Regions from separate parts of the Mus musculus genome. Here regions 1 and 2 are each linked to region 3. A link is a contact called in public Hi-C data. All regions are on one chromosome and are shown on one strand. Each heading gives the region's core, a stretch centred on a gene start, on an enhancer-like site or on the middle of the called end of the contact. The rest is flanking DNA. Distances are from core to core; before and after follow the strand shown.

What was found. Hi-C and Micro-C count contacts between places; a contact is called where the count stands out from the background.
Region 1: a contact with region 3 is called in a Hi-C map of uterus, with 12 times the contacts expected there. The contact joins two enhancer-like sites. A contact is called at or near these places in 5 of 484 Hi-C or Micro-C datasets (all in uterus), 1 of 115 datasets of contacts at active chromatin or transcription factors (fibro-adipogenic progenitors) and 1 of 9 other capture datasets (embryonic stem cells).
Region 2: a contact with region 3 is called in a Hi-C map of uterus, with 2.8 times the contacts expected there. The contact joins two enhancer-like sites. A contact is called at or near these places in 8 of 484 Hi-C or Micro-C datasets (liver, nephron progenitors and uterus) and 1 of 115 datasets of contacts at active chromatin or transcription factors (fibro-adipogenic progenitors).

The regions. Positions count from the first base shown.
Region 1 is chr13:101,425,689-101,429,693 of GRCm38.p6, reverse strand. No RefSeq gene overlaps it. Among named protein-coding and RNA genes, the nearest start is that of 4922502H24Rik, 30 kb to the right of the region's middle. Within about 2 kb of position 1,708, at least 38 of the 459 cell types and tissues checked have an H3K27ac peak or open chromatin away from gene starts, as enhancers often do. A contact at or near this core is called in uterus, where this site is marked.
Region 2 is chr13:101,310,430-101,314,597 of GRCm38.p6, reverse strand. No RefSeq gene overlaps it. Among named protein-coding and RNA genes, the nearest start is that of Gm36427, 6.6 kb to the right of the region's middle. Within about 2 kb of position 2,482, at least 20 of the 459 cell types and tissues checked have an H3K27ac peak or open chromatin away from gene starts, as enhancers often do. A contact at or near this core is called in uterus, where this site is marked.
Region 3 is chr13:100,948,614-100,952,735 of GRCm38.p6, reverse strand. No RefSeq gene overlaps it. Among named protein-coding and RNA genes, the nearest start is that of Gm41042, 47 kb to the left of the region's middle. Within about 2 kb of position 2,250, at least 13 of the 459 cell types and tissues checked have an H3K27ac peak or open chromatin away from gene starts, as enhancers often do. A contact at or near this core is called in uterus, where this site is marked.

The DNA.
Region 1 (4,005 bases), core at 459-2,958, 480 kb before region 3:
GTCTTTTCTGGAAGCATCAAATGCTCTATTAACTGAAAAAATAGTTTAAAACAGCCCAACTATATACCCAGAGGAAAAGCTGCATTTCTTCTCTACATATCCTTTGAAGAAGATATCCCATCTTTAAAATAATAATAATAATAATAATAATAATAATAATAATAATAATGAATCTCTTCTCAAAAAGAATCAGTCCTGGAAAAGATATTTGAAGGTCAGATATTGGGAAAGTCATCTAAGATATTTTCCCAAAAAGATCTTTTCCAAAAGGAAGGAAGAAAATGAAGAAGATGGGAGAGAAGAGGAATAGGAAAGAAGGGAGTGGGGGAGAGAAGGAGCAACAGGAGGAGGAGGAGGAGGAGGAGGAGGAAGAAGAGGAGGAGAAGAAAAAGCCATAGAGGAGGCAACCCATAAAATGTAAAGAGACTCAAGGCAGCCTCCAAGACTAAAGTCTCAAGAGTCAATGAACTAGATCCCAGTCACATCTACCCTGGGGCCAATATCAAGGGGCAGGGCCCCTGTGCCTCTTTTCCATTAGCACAGCTGGTCCAGTACTTTCCTCTTTAATACATACAAAAAATCCCACAGGACTCCAAGCGACAGCCTAGGTGTCCCTGAAGTTTATAAGCACTAGGAGCCACTACAGGGACACAGTGGCTGGCCCCAGATAGCCAGTGACATAGGGAACCCTCTATGTCTGTGAGGAAGTCCCAATCAATCTTCAGCCAAGTGCAAACCTATCTCTGCAATTGGTTCCTGAACCACCTGGTGCAGCTTATCTTCATTCCGGGGGTATGGTCGCCTGCACATCCTGTTTCTTTTCTCTTTTCTCCACCGCTCTTCTTTCAGCCGAGAGCTTGCCAATCATCAGACAGTTAATCCCGTGAAGAAAAGAGGCAAACGGCAAGATTTTAGAACATGTATCTGCAAACCCAAAACTTATGGCTGCTTCTGCCCTGGGTAGCCTCAAAGCAACAAGTGACTTCTGAAGTCAACGTCTAATCAATGCTGTGACATTCAGTGTGTGTGTGTGGGGGGGGGGGGGTTGAAGTCAAGTGGGCCATGCAGAGAAAAGGAATTGGGGAGATGGCATGAGGCTAGTTGTCTCTTAAGAACTGAGATTGTTTCTTTCTGGGCAGAAAAAGGTGGTATGAGAAATAAGCCTTCACAAGCTGACACAAGAGACAGGTTTTTTTGGTAATGTTCATTTCACCTGCAAAGGCTCTGAATGCCCATCAGACAAAGGTTGCTTGTTTCTCCGCAGACTGAGTGATAGCATGGACTTGGCTGTGGGGACTGCATAGGTGTTTGGCCACTGTGAATGCATGGGCTTGGGGAAGAGCTTGCCAAATCCCGTTACGGTTTATGGAAGTCAGGAAGCCATAGATTCCCAACTCTGGTCCCATTTCTCAAGTTCCACTGAAGGTTTTGTGCTTGTAGTTGACTGGCTTTTTTTGTATTTTGATTTTTCATTAACACAGAAGGCTTGCTGTTGGCAATCACACCCTGGAATGTCCTTGTTGGAGCTTAACATTCCAGTACATTCTACGTTGCCTAATGATGAAGTTGTGGTTTGCCAGGAAAGGATTGTTAACGCTTTCCTTCTAGAACTGGGTAGAACTATCCCCGTGCAAACCTCAGCTAGTTCAAACAGAGCTTCTGTAATGGCAGGGGGAGAGAAAAGCTGCTATAAATACTTTTATGGGCTGCAGAGGTGATTTACAACCGGCTTTATTAATCCTATAAAAAGGCACAGCTGAACGCCTTTGAGTTGCATGCGTACAGATGACTAATTAAATACACAGTTAAAAGCCTTGACCCAGCACAATTCTGACCATTAAAGAAATAAGTCTTGAATTCCCCTCCAGGCAGAAGGGTTTTTTTTTTTTTTTTTTTGGATGGATTTGTGGGTGGAAAGGGGTGGGAGATCTGTAGAAGGGGGAAGTGGACATTGTGATGAATCATGGAAGGTAGAGCAAACAAGGGGAAGAAGTTTAGTTACCATTTTCCCCTACTCATAATGGCAGCAGTATGTCTGCCCCAGGCTGCCAAAGGCCGCTTTGGCTGATCTCTGACAGCACCAAGGTTGTGGTTGGTGTGAGGAGGACGAAGGAAAGCACAGAGGCAGTAGTAGGGAAGATAGAATCCCAATGTTGATGGGTAGACAAAGCAGCCCAACCTTGTCTTGCTCACGTGCTCGCTCCACTCGGCTCCCATAGTGAATTTCTGCGCTCAGAAACTGAGGCTCAAGGATGAAAAGTGATTTTGTTTGTTTGTTTGTTTGGTTTGTTTGTTTGGTTTGTTTTGTTTTGTTTTCCATTTCCAAATTTTGTTTAATTAGGTATTTTCTTCATTTACATTTCAAATGCTATCCCAAAAGTCCTCCATACCCCACCACCACTCCCACTTCTTGAACCTGGTGTTCCCCTGTACTGAGGCATATAAAGTTTGCAAGATCAAGGCCCAATGTTGGCTGACTAGGCCATCTTCTGCTACACATGCAGCTAGAGACACGGGCTCCAGGGGTACTGGTTAGTTCATATTGTTGTTCCACCTATAGGGTTGCAGACCCCTTTAGCTCCTTGGGTACTTTCTCTAGCTCCTCCATTGGGGGCCCTGTGATCCATCCAATAGCTGACTGTGAGCATCCACTTCTGTGTTTACCAGGCACTGGCTTAGTCTCACAAGAGACAGCTATATCAGGGTCGAAAGGTGATTTCCAACTAGCAGCTAGATTAATTAAGGGCAAGGCCAGGACAGGGACCCAGAAGTGACCTCTAAAACATTCCCCCTTTAGGAGACAACCATCCATTCCTCCTCCAGCCCTGTTGCCAGGAGACACAACGTGTTTCAGTGTGGGGAGAGGGGATTAGCAGAAGGCAAGTAAGGTAGGCTGTGATTCCAAAGGAAAATGTTTGCCAAACCATCTATCAGAGACATAAAAGGCCCTTTCAGTTTTCAGGTTCTTGGAAGGGACTGGAAGAGGAGGGAGTGGCCTTTCCCATCAGGGGACAAGCTGTAACAATTCTTCTATCAGCTCCGTGAGGTTTGCTTTGGTAGTTGGCCCCTTCACAAAGTCTGGCTCTGTGAAAATACTTTGAGAAGCTCCCATACCAAGCTGTGAACGTGTGCTGCAAGACCAGACCGCTGGGTCGGGGTGTTGGGTAGACTGCTGTAGGGTTATGTAAGCCAGCCAAATGCTTTCCCTGCAATGTCAAGGGTGCCTCCCAACCCCACCACTACTCAAATTAGGAGAATGGCTGAGGAGTTTTTTTCTTTTCCCATCAAATAGCTCTACCTGCTTTGAATTTGGATTCTGGGGTAGCATCATTAATTCCAGTAGGAATAACAAGCTTTCTTCCCTCGTCCCATGCGAAGCCAGGGGTCTGGCTGCCACCTCTGCCTGGAAACATTGCCTTCACTGTCTTTCATTAGTCTTGTTCCCTTTCATCAGCTAACTCAGATTCAACTTTCAGGTCAAATGCCACTTTCAGTCAAAGAAATGTTTCTGGAACCCCAAAAAACAGGGTCCCTATCAGAGATTTCCACTGCAGAGGTGTGTTGTGTGTGTGTGTGTGTGTGTGTGTGTGTGTGTGTGTGTGTGTGTACATACACATACCCTTGCCACAGAACACATACTCTCTATCAATTGTTCAGCTTGGTTCTTCCTACCAAATATGGGCACCACAAAAGCAGGGGCCTCATCTTCATCATACACGCCATTGATGCCAGCAGATAGGGAGGCATGTAAAATCCGGATGCCTTCATGCTCAAGGGTTCCTTCTCCTTCCTCTGCCTTACTACACCAATTTCTATATCCAAGACCATCAAGATAGGAGAGAGGTGGAAGAAAATGACTAACCACGGATTCATTTACTAAAACCCCTATAATCCCAGTGGCTTTGAGTAATCACTAACACAATGACTTAGAGCGGACAGAATCTCATGGTCTCACAGTTCTCCTTTCAGGAGGCCGAATCAAGATGTCAACAGACTTCTTTCCTT
Region 2 (4,168 bases), core at 1,233-3,732, 360 kb before region 3:
ACAAGGAATGTCTACCAACTGACAGCATAAGGGAGCTAACCCTACAGGTTAAAGGCAGATGTTTTTTTTTTTTTCTTTTCCTTTCATGTCTTTCTGCAGCCTGAATTCCACCATTCTCTCTCCTCCCAAAAAGTGGAAGGCCCAAAATGTGCCAATGTCCCAACTGCTTCTAAAAAGTTGAACTAGCATGGGCATTTCTACATGCCCCTCACACTCCTGAGATAGAGGGACAGGATGGAGCCAGGCCTAGCAGAGGATAGATTCAAGAGTAGGAATGAGCACAAGCTCAGGCCAAGAGTCTATTGTGGCACCAGGACATAACAACTGGTCATCAGAAAAGTCCCTGGGCTTGGTGCCACAAAAACTCTAAAGTTCAAAGTCCCTACTATCACCTCTAGACCCTACCATTTTCCAGACACTGGACCTTAGCCTTGTCCACCACTGCAAATATACTATATCTGTAAACTGCTTAATATATGGCCAGAATTGAAATGTGTGTGTGTGTGTGTGTGTATACACACACACATATATGTATATAGTATTTCATATATATACTAACCCTACAACAACTATATATATATATATATCCTACAACAAAAGTATCCAATCTTTTTTTCTTGTTCCCCCTGAAGTGTGAGGACCAAATATAAATATATTCTTTTAATCATAATCAAATGTTCTTTTAATCCTATTATTACCAGAATGGAAGGGAAAATTATTTTAGGATTTAAAAAGAAGGAGCTATTGTTAAGTGTCTCTGTAGATCCAAATTTGGAAGCAGGACATGAAGATTTACCAGAACTCAAGATTTCACTACTTCTGTGAAACCAACCATGTAGACTGCAGATGTGTCTGAGGAAGCAGACAGCTTCTTCTGTGGAAGAGCCTACAGAGAGAGAGAGAGAGAGAGAGAGAGAGAGAGAGAGAGAGAGAGAGAGAGAGAGAGAACGCTAAGGATCATGGGAAATGCAGCACCACTCCCCCCTTCAGCCTGAGTGGAAGAAGTGACAGAGCAGAGCAAGCTATCCGCGCACACAAGCTCCATGCCAAGCACATAAAACCCTGTTTATACATTTTCCAAGCTTGTATCTCTCAACAACTGACTCTGTTAGAGTCCTGGAGCCCGAAAATATCTCCTGTACCCTACTCTACCTTCTCACCTGACAGATGAAAAGCCCAAGGTCCAAAGAGATACGGTAACCCCCTCCAAGTGTGTCAGTGTTTGCTTGTCATCCAAAGATAGAACGGGCCAAAACCCAACCATCTGCGTGACACGGCACAGGGAGGCCAGCCAGACCCTGACAGTTTCCTTCCATTTCCTCAGTTTCCTCCTTTCTAAAGCTCATACACTTTGGGGATGGTGATGAGAATCCAAAGAGAAAGAAAGTATTAGCCATGTTGCCTGCCTGGAACATAAACATCTACAATAGGTGTGATTGTTTTTACATCTGTTAATAGCCTAATGGTTTATGGAATTATGACATCAAGAATCAAGATAACTTTAACAATTATTATTTTAATAACAGTATGCCCAGCATTTCTTGACTATATGCCTGCATATCTTACTAGCTGCTTTAAATGCATTATCTCCCTCAACTCTCCCAATTCCACACCTAGAGAAGCCCACAGATTTCTTGATGGTCAATAAAAGATGCTCTTAGGATATGAGTATAGGCCTCACAGTCTCCTGAGTTCCTGCGGTTAAGCCAGATGAAAACTCACTTTGTACAGATGACAGTAAAATAAAGAAAATGAAAATATGTTATTTTATAGAGTAAGGTCCTGGAGTCTTTTTCCAAACTAAAAATATATGAAAGGCTTCATTTTTAAGGGAGGGTATCAATCACTTCACTTAACCAAGTCATGCCGCTATAATAAATGTCACGGGTGAGTGTGAGTTCATTCGGTGTCAGCCTAGTCCCTCCTTTAACAGGGAGCTAGAAGTTAGTCCTGCCATCCTAAGATACAGCTCCGGTTTACACTAAAATTGCCCGGCTTTTCTATTGATTATTTGAGGTACAAAAGCTTGAGAACTGGCCGCTTTTTATTTGATGTGTCCCTTGTATCCATCAAACTTGCTTGAGTGTTACCTGCTACTTAATGTAGGTTGAAACTTCTAAGTCTGACTTCCACAATGGCTGGCAGCATGTCGTCTATTTGAACACTGGTCAATGGTCTTTGAAGATTTTTTTGAGATTTTTTTTTTTTTTACTTATGCACACTGTTAACAAAGTTAATTTTATCTACTCCACCCCTAGAGATAAGATAGAAGTTGGAACATGCAGGAGAGATATTATTTAAGGGTGCTCAGACAACTCTCAAAAAGTCATAACATCAAGGAAAAGGCCTTCGTGTTGCAAAATGTGAGCAGGAGAGGGTGTCTTACATTGTGAAATCTACAAGGATCTCACTTTTCTGGAACTCCCTGACATCTGAGCCCTCATGCTGCTGGAAGCTATCCAAGAGCACCATAAAATCAGGGCTGGTCCTCTCTGAACTGAGTCCAGATCATTTCAAAGTGAGGCAAGGCAGGGAAATAAATATTGAACCTAGTTAAATGTTGCTTGAGATTATGCTTGGCACGGAGAGTCCAGCCTCTGATTTGCTCTTAGGTTACATGGGTTATTTTTTTTTTTAACTCAAATGGGTATGCCAGGGTGGATTCCTTCAATGGCAGCAATTATGTGCAAGCGCAGTTGTATTTCTGCCACATTTAGTGAAATGAAATATAAAGATTTATGAGATGGCATAGGGTGGGTAAGGAGGTGTCCAAAGCCTCCATTTCATTCTCCTTGACTCCACCCTGAATCCCAGGTTCCTGTCCCTTTCCTTCTCCTCTGCTTGCTTAAGCTAACTCCTTTTCTTTTCTTTTCTTTTCTTTTCTTTTCTTTTCTTTTTTCTCTTCTCTTCTCTTCTCTTTTCTCTTTTCTTTTCTTTTCTTTCTTTTCTTTTCTTCCTTCCTTTCTTTCCCTCCTTATTTTCCCTCTCTCCCTTCCTTCGCTCCCTCTTTTCATTCTGAAAACAATGCCTATAAGTTCTGAATGCTCAGTAGGAAGTAAGACTCAAGAGAACCCAAGGAGAAGTTCCAAGCCCTGCACTAAGCCACAGACATTAAAATCTGGGCATTTCTCTTTAGAGCAAATGGCTGAAATGATTAATTGCACCTGAAAAGCAGTGTGGAGCAGAGGGACCAGCACTCATGTGCTATGTATAGACAATCTAGGCCCTGCTGATTCATCATGTGACATTTTCCTTTGGGGGCTGAAGGTGGGTCCAATCTATCAGCACCTCGGGGTGGATGCTACATGTTCTGTGCCTCTCTTATCTCCGGCAAGAGGGAGATACCTCCAAGGTCAAGTTTCACCTCACTCAATACCTTTGGCTTCTTGAAATCCCTAGCCCAGCCAGACATAGAGCAGTATTCTGATCTAAGAGAAGCCGTTAGAGCCAGTCATGCCCACACATATTCCTAACTTGCACTGTCGGATTTCCTGACTCAGAACAATTGATCTAAAGCTACCCATGTTCATTCCCCTTATCTACAAACAAGGGGTATTAACAGTTCCTACCTGAAAATACTGCTTAATTAAGGCAGTTACACAATCCAGTGCTTAAATCAACCCCCTCATAACACACACACAGAGAGAGAGAGAGGGAGGGAGAGAGAGAGAGAACATTAAGTGGTAGAAATTATAAAAAAAAATAATTCCCTAGATGCCAAACCACTTCTCTTTCTGGAAGGCTTGAAAACTCAGAACAGTCACGACCATGGTCCTCTGCAAACCTTGTATACAAGTAAAGGTGGCTCAAATGCACTGGGAGAGGTGACAAATAATTGGAGGGCAGATGTGGAACCCACTAGCCCATCAGGTGAGAGCACCTTACACACAGCTGTTTCCCAGGTTACCATGATGAAAGCTCAGGCTTTTGAGCAGTTTCTACATTTCAAGGTGGGGATGCTGCTCAACTTCTGAGTTTCGGTCTTTTCCACCCAACTCATATCTTGAACACATAGACACAACAGTGTACAAATTAAATCCCATTAGGAAAAAAATCAATGAGGAATATCTGTTTCACAAAGCACCAGACTTAGACTGCTTTGTTTTCAAGAACTATTCGATCCAATGTGAGTCCAGGAACCACAATTTACATGTGTAAAATGGTTTGC
Region 3 (4,122 bases), core at 1,001-3,500:
AGTGTGCCATGAGTTGGTACAGGGAGACAAAGATGAGAATTGGATTTTTACCCTTCTTTGAAGCTCAGCTCCATAAACTAGGGACAGTGGAGAGAGTTCTAGAACACAGAGCTATTGTCAACCCAATAACTCCATTTGATCTCTTTAGACATTCTCTTTCCAGTGGCTTACAATGGTAACACAGAGCATAATATACAAACATTGTGTTTCTGCCTACTACTGACCTCAAATCAATGCCCAAAGGTGGCCAGGCAAGTCCTACAGAAACCAGTCAAATAGCATGGCTTATGATTTCAGTTTACAATGTAAACTGTCATCGTTATTGGTTTTTGAAAGGGAAAGGTATTTCTTGGCCATTATAACAGGACTCAAGTCTATCCTTCATTGCTGTATGCATAAATTAATACAATTTTCATTTTTAAACTCACATTTATAAAGACCTCACTGATTTAGGAAACTTTATCATTCGTAAAAGAAGTTCCTAATTTATTTAAAGGAACATTCAAGAAGATACAACCTCTGCTCTTGGGGGCTGGCATGTGAGAAAGACAAGTTGTTTAATAGGTAGAATCACAGCAGAGAAATGGAAAGACAGACTGATTGATATACAGGTCAAGAATTCAAAGCTTAAAATGGTTTTCTGGGGATCCTACTTGTTTGTGAGTTTCCAGACATAAAGAATGTATAAGAATACATACACAGACGGAGACATACTAAGACAGGTTGGGTGATAGTAGTAAGAAAGACTGAGAGTGGCAGCCATTCAGTTCATTCTTTATTAGATCATAGTTTGCATGTATGGCTCCTGGTGGTGGGGATGCCGATGATCCTAAGTTTTCAGAAGACTTGACTAGTTCTTGGTTAATGAGGATCGATGCCCTTAACTGTCACCATACCAGTTCCAAGCCTGACGTTCCAGTAGCTCACCTTAGAGCCAATATATACCCAGCCACAGAAGCAGCAAGTGACAGTCTGTGGCCACTTAGAGATTCACTGAAGGGCAAGAACCTGAGGAGGAAGCCCATGGCTCACACCTGCCTTAGATTAATTGGGCTCTAACCACATTGAGAGGAGGAGCAACAGTGACTTTGAGGAGGGTGAGATGCCAGGAAGGGGCAGAGCAAGGCCAGAATGGTACAAGTCTCTGGCTTATGGAACAGTGCAAGGAAGAGCAGGAAGTTGGGTCTTGGAGAAGGGTGGCTATCAGAAAGAAAAATAATAAAATGGTTGCAATAAATCCTAACAAAAGCCAAAAAAAAGAAAGAAAATGTTGGGCCATTTGTTAGATAAATAGTCTGTGAGGCTGATCCACCTCACTGAGCTGTTGTAAAGATCAGCTAATAAAAAAGAAAGAAGGAAGGAAAGATTCTCAAGGACACTGCAAACATAGAAGAACTGCCCAATAATAACAACATTAATAATGAGGGAGGGCCTAGGAGTGAAACCAATTCAGTCAAGACCAAAGATGTTGAGCAACCAGCATAAGAAATAAAGAAAGCAGACAGGTCAGCTTGGAGGGGCTCCAGGCAAACAAGGGCGCAAATATTTTTTTGCTCTTAATTTTTTACAAGAAGACAAGTTTACAGGGTATAGGGCTATAAATAAATATTGGCCAATAGGCTCTTGCTTTCCCCTGGAGGCAGCTCCCTTTGAAATGACTTCCTGGACCAAGGAATAAGGGAGGTGAAGACTCCTGCTTCCTCCCTGAAGCTCATGGACCAGGACAGGAAGGCTTCCCTCCCTCATCTCCAATGATTTGGAGTTGGAAAAACACACACACACACACACACACACACACACACCCTGGAAGGAATCCAAAGCCATAGTTCATTTCTTTCTTTCATCTCCTGCCTTTGCCAAATGCTGACAATTACAAACAAATGTTTTCTTCACACTCTGCTCATTTGGGTTGCTTGTGTGTGTGTGTGTGTGTGTGTGTGTGTGTGTGTGTGTGTGTGTGACTTGAAAGACACTTTCTAAATCCCCAAGGTGACAGGATTTCCACGTAATGATAATGATTATTTAATGTCATCATCACAATGGGCTGCCTGGGCAAATGAAATGCTAGCTGGGCCTAAAGCGTTCATTCAAGTGAAGTAAATTAACGCTTTCCAGGGTACCAGATTCCCGTCGGGACCCTAAAGAAGGTAATTCATTACCCAGGCATTCTCCACCAGCAACAGTGCTGTCTACCAGCAAATTCTTCAGCTGCTTAAACTGTCAGGCTTCTTGGCCAGCATGGGGAAGTCCAAGAGAGATAAAACTATGCTGAGAAGGCCCAGACGTGGTGGATATTTTTAGTCATCTGAAGACAGTCCAGGGATGATAAGAACCATCATCATAGCCCGGGTGGGAGCAGCCCAGCTTCTCCAGCACTCTCATCACAGAAACCATCGCCTCCGGTCCTCTAATTCCTGAGGTGCACGAAGCAGGTATTATCACAGTCGGTATCTAACTGTGGTGGTACTGTGGGCTGAGATGATTTCATTGGAGATAAGCCTTAATGGCAAGTGAGAAGGTACCGTGGAAAGGTCCCCAAACCAGAACCTTCAAAAGCACTGAGGTGAGGTCTGCAGGTGTAACTCAGTGGTTAGAGCACATGCTTACTATATGCAACAGGCCTGTGCTCATTTCCTAGCAGAGGGTATAGAGGGGCATTGAAGATCTGGGACCATAGGCCATGCAACATAGCTATATATACTATGGCACCTGGATGCAAAAATGTGAAGAGACTTGAGTGTCTCTTGGGTAGCCTAGTTTTAAAATAGTATCTACCAGTCATTTGTTGTTTGTTTGTTTTTTTTAATATCTCTAAGGCCAACATCAAGAAAAATAGAGAGTCACATAAGCATGGATTCCCCAGAATCCAAATTGAAAAGCCAGGCATACTGAAAAAGACAAGCCTAGTCACATTAGCAACTGACAAGCCAACATGGAAAATTCCAAAGGTTTTACACCTAGATGAAGAGCTACAAATGGCCAATGGCTGCTGAAAGGGGAATCAGTTCCCTCCAGGGACAAGCTCCTGCATAGGTTGTCCCATTCTGAGTGGTCAGGCCTGGACACGTGTACATACAAGCAATGGTAAATGGGCATGTGTGTGTATGTAGGTAGGTAAAAAGATAGATAGATAGATAGATAGATAGATAGATAGATAGATAGATAGATAGATAGATAGATAGATAGATAAAAACAGATAACAAGGGGTCATGAATTTGGGGGGTGGGCATGAGAGGAGTTCGAGGAGAGGGAGGGGCAAGAATGTTCAGATCTGAGATTCTAAGAGAGAGAGATATCAAGCTTACAAGGTCAGAAAGGTAAAACAGAATAGCATTTGAGCTTGAAATGAGCTCCTCTTTTGCATTAATACATATATATATATATATATATATATATATATATATATATATATATTATTAAAACCTGTACTTACACTCCATGAATCCTACCTATCCCATCAGCAAGGATTTCAACTCTAAGAAGCAAACAGAGAACAATTCCACTGACCATTTTCTTCTCCACAATTTGTAGGGTATGTTTGTTCATTTGATGAAAGGAAAATAGACTTTCTGCTTCACATAAAAAAAAATATATTCCCCCAGGAGGGAGAATCAATAAGGGCCAGTGATATGCTACAACCGCGCCCCTTCATAGCCTGGAAGGATAGCCTTCAGTTAAATGCATGAAGACCTCAATTGAACTGCCTTAGGTGCTTCTAAACCAGTGGTTCTCAGCCTTCCTAATGCTGCAATCAACCCCTTAGTAGAGTTCCTCGTGTTGTGGTGACCCCCCCAACCATAAAATTATTTTCATTGTTACTTCATAACTATAATTTTATTACTGTTATGAATTGTAATATAAATATTTGATATGCAGAATATCTGATATGCGACCCCTGTAAAAGGGTCATTCAACACCCCAAAGGGGATGTAAACCATAGAAAGGGGTCACAGATTAAGAACCAGTGCTCTAAAAGATTTATCCAACAGAACCCTGAATACTCATTTCGGCAGTAAGCTCGCCAGGGATGAGTGTGAGTTACAGCAGCCGCATCTGTAGAATTGTTTGCAAATGGACCTTGAAAAGTTCATCTTGTAAACCTAGAAATGATCCAGAAAATAA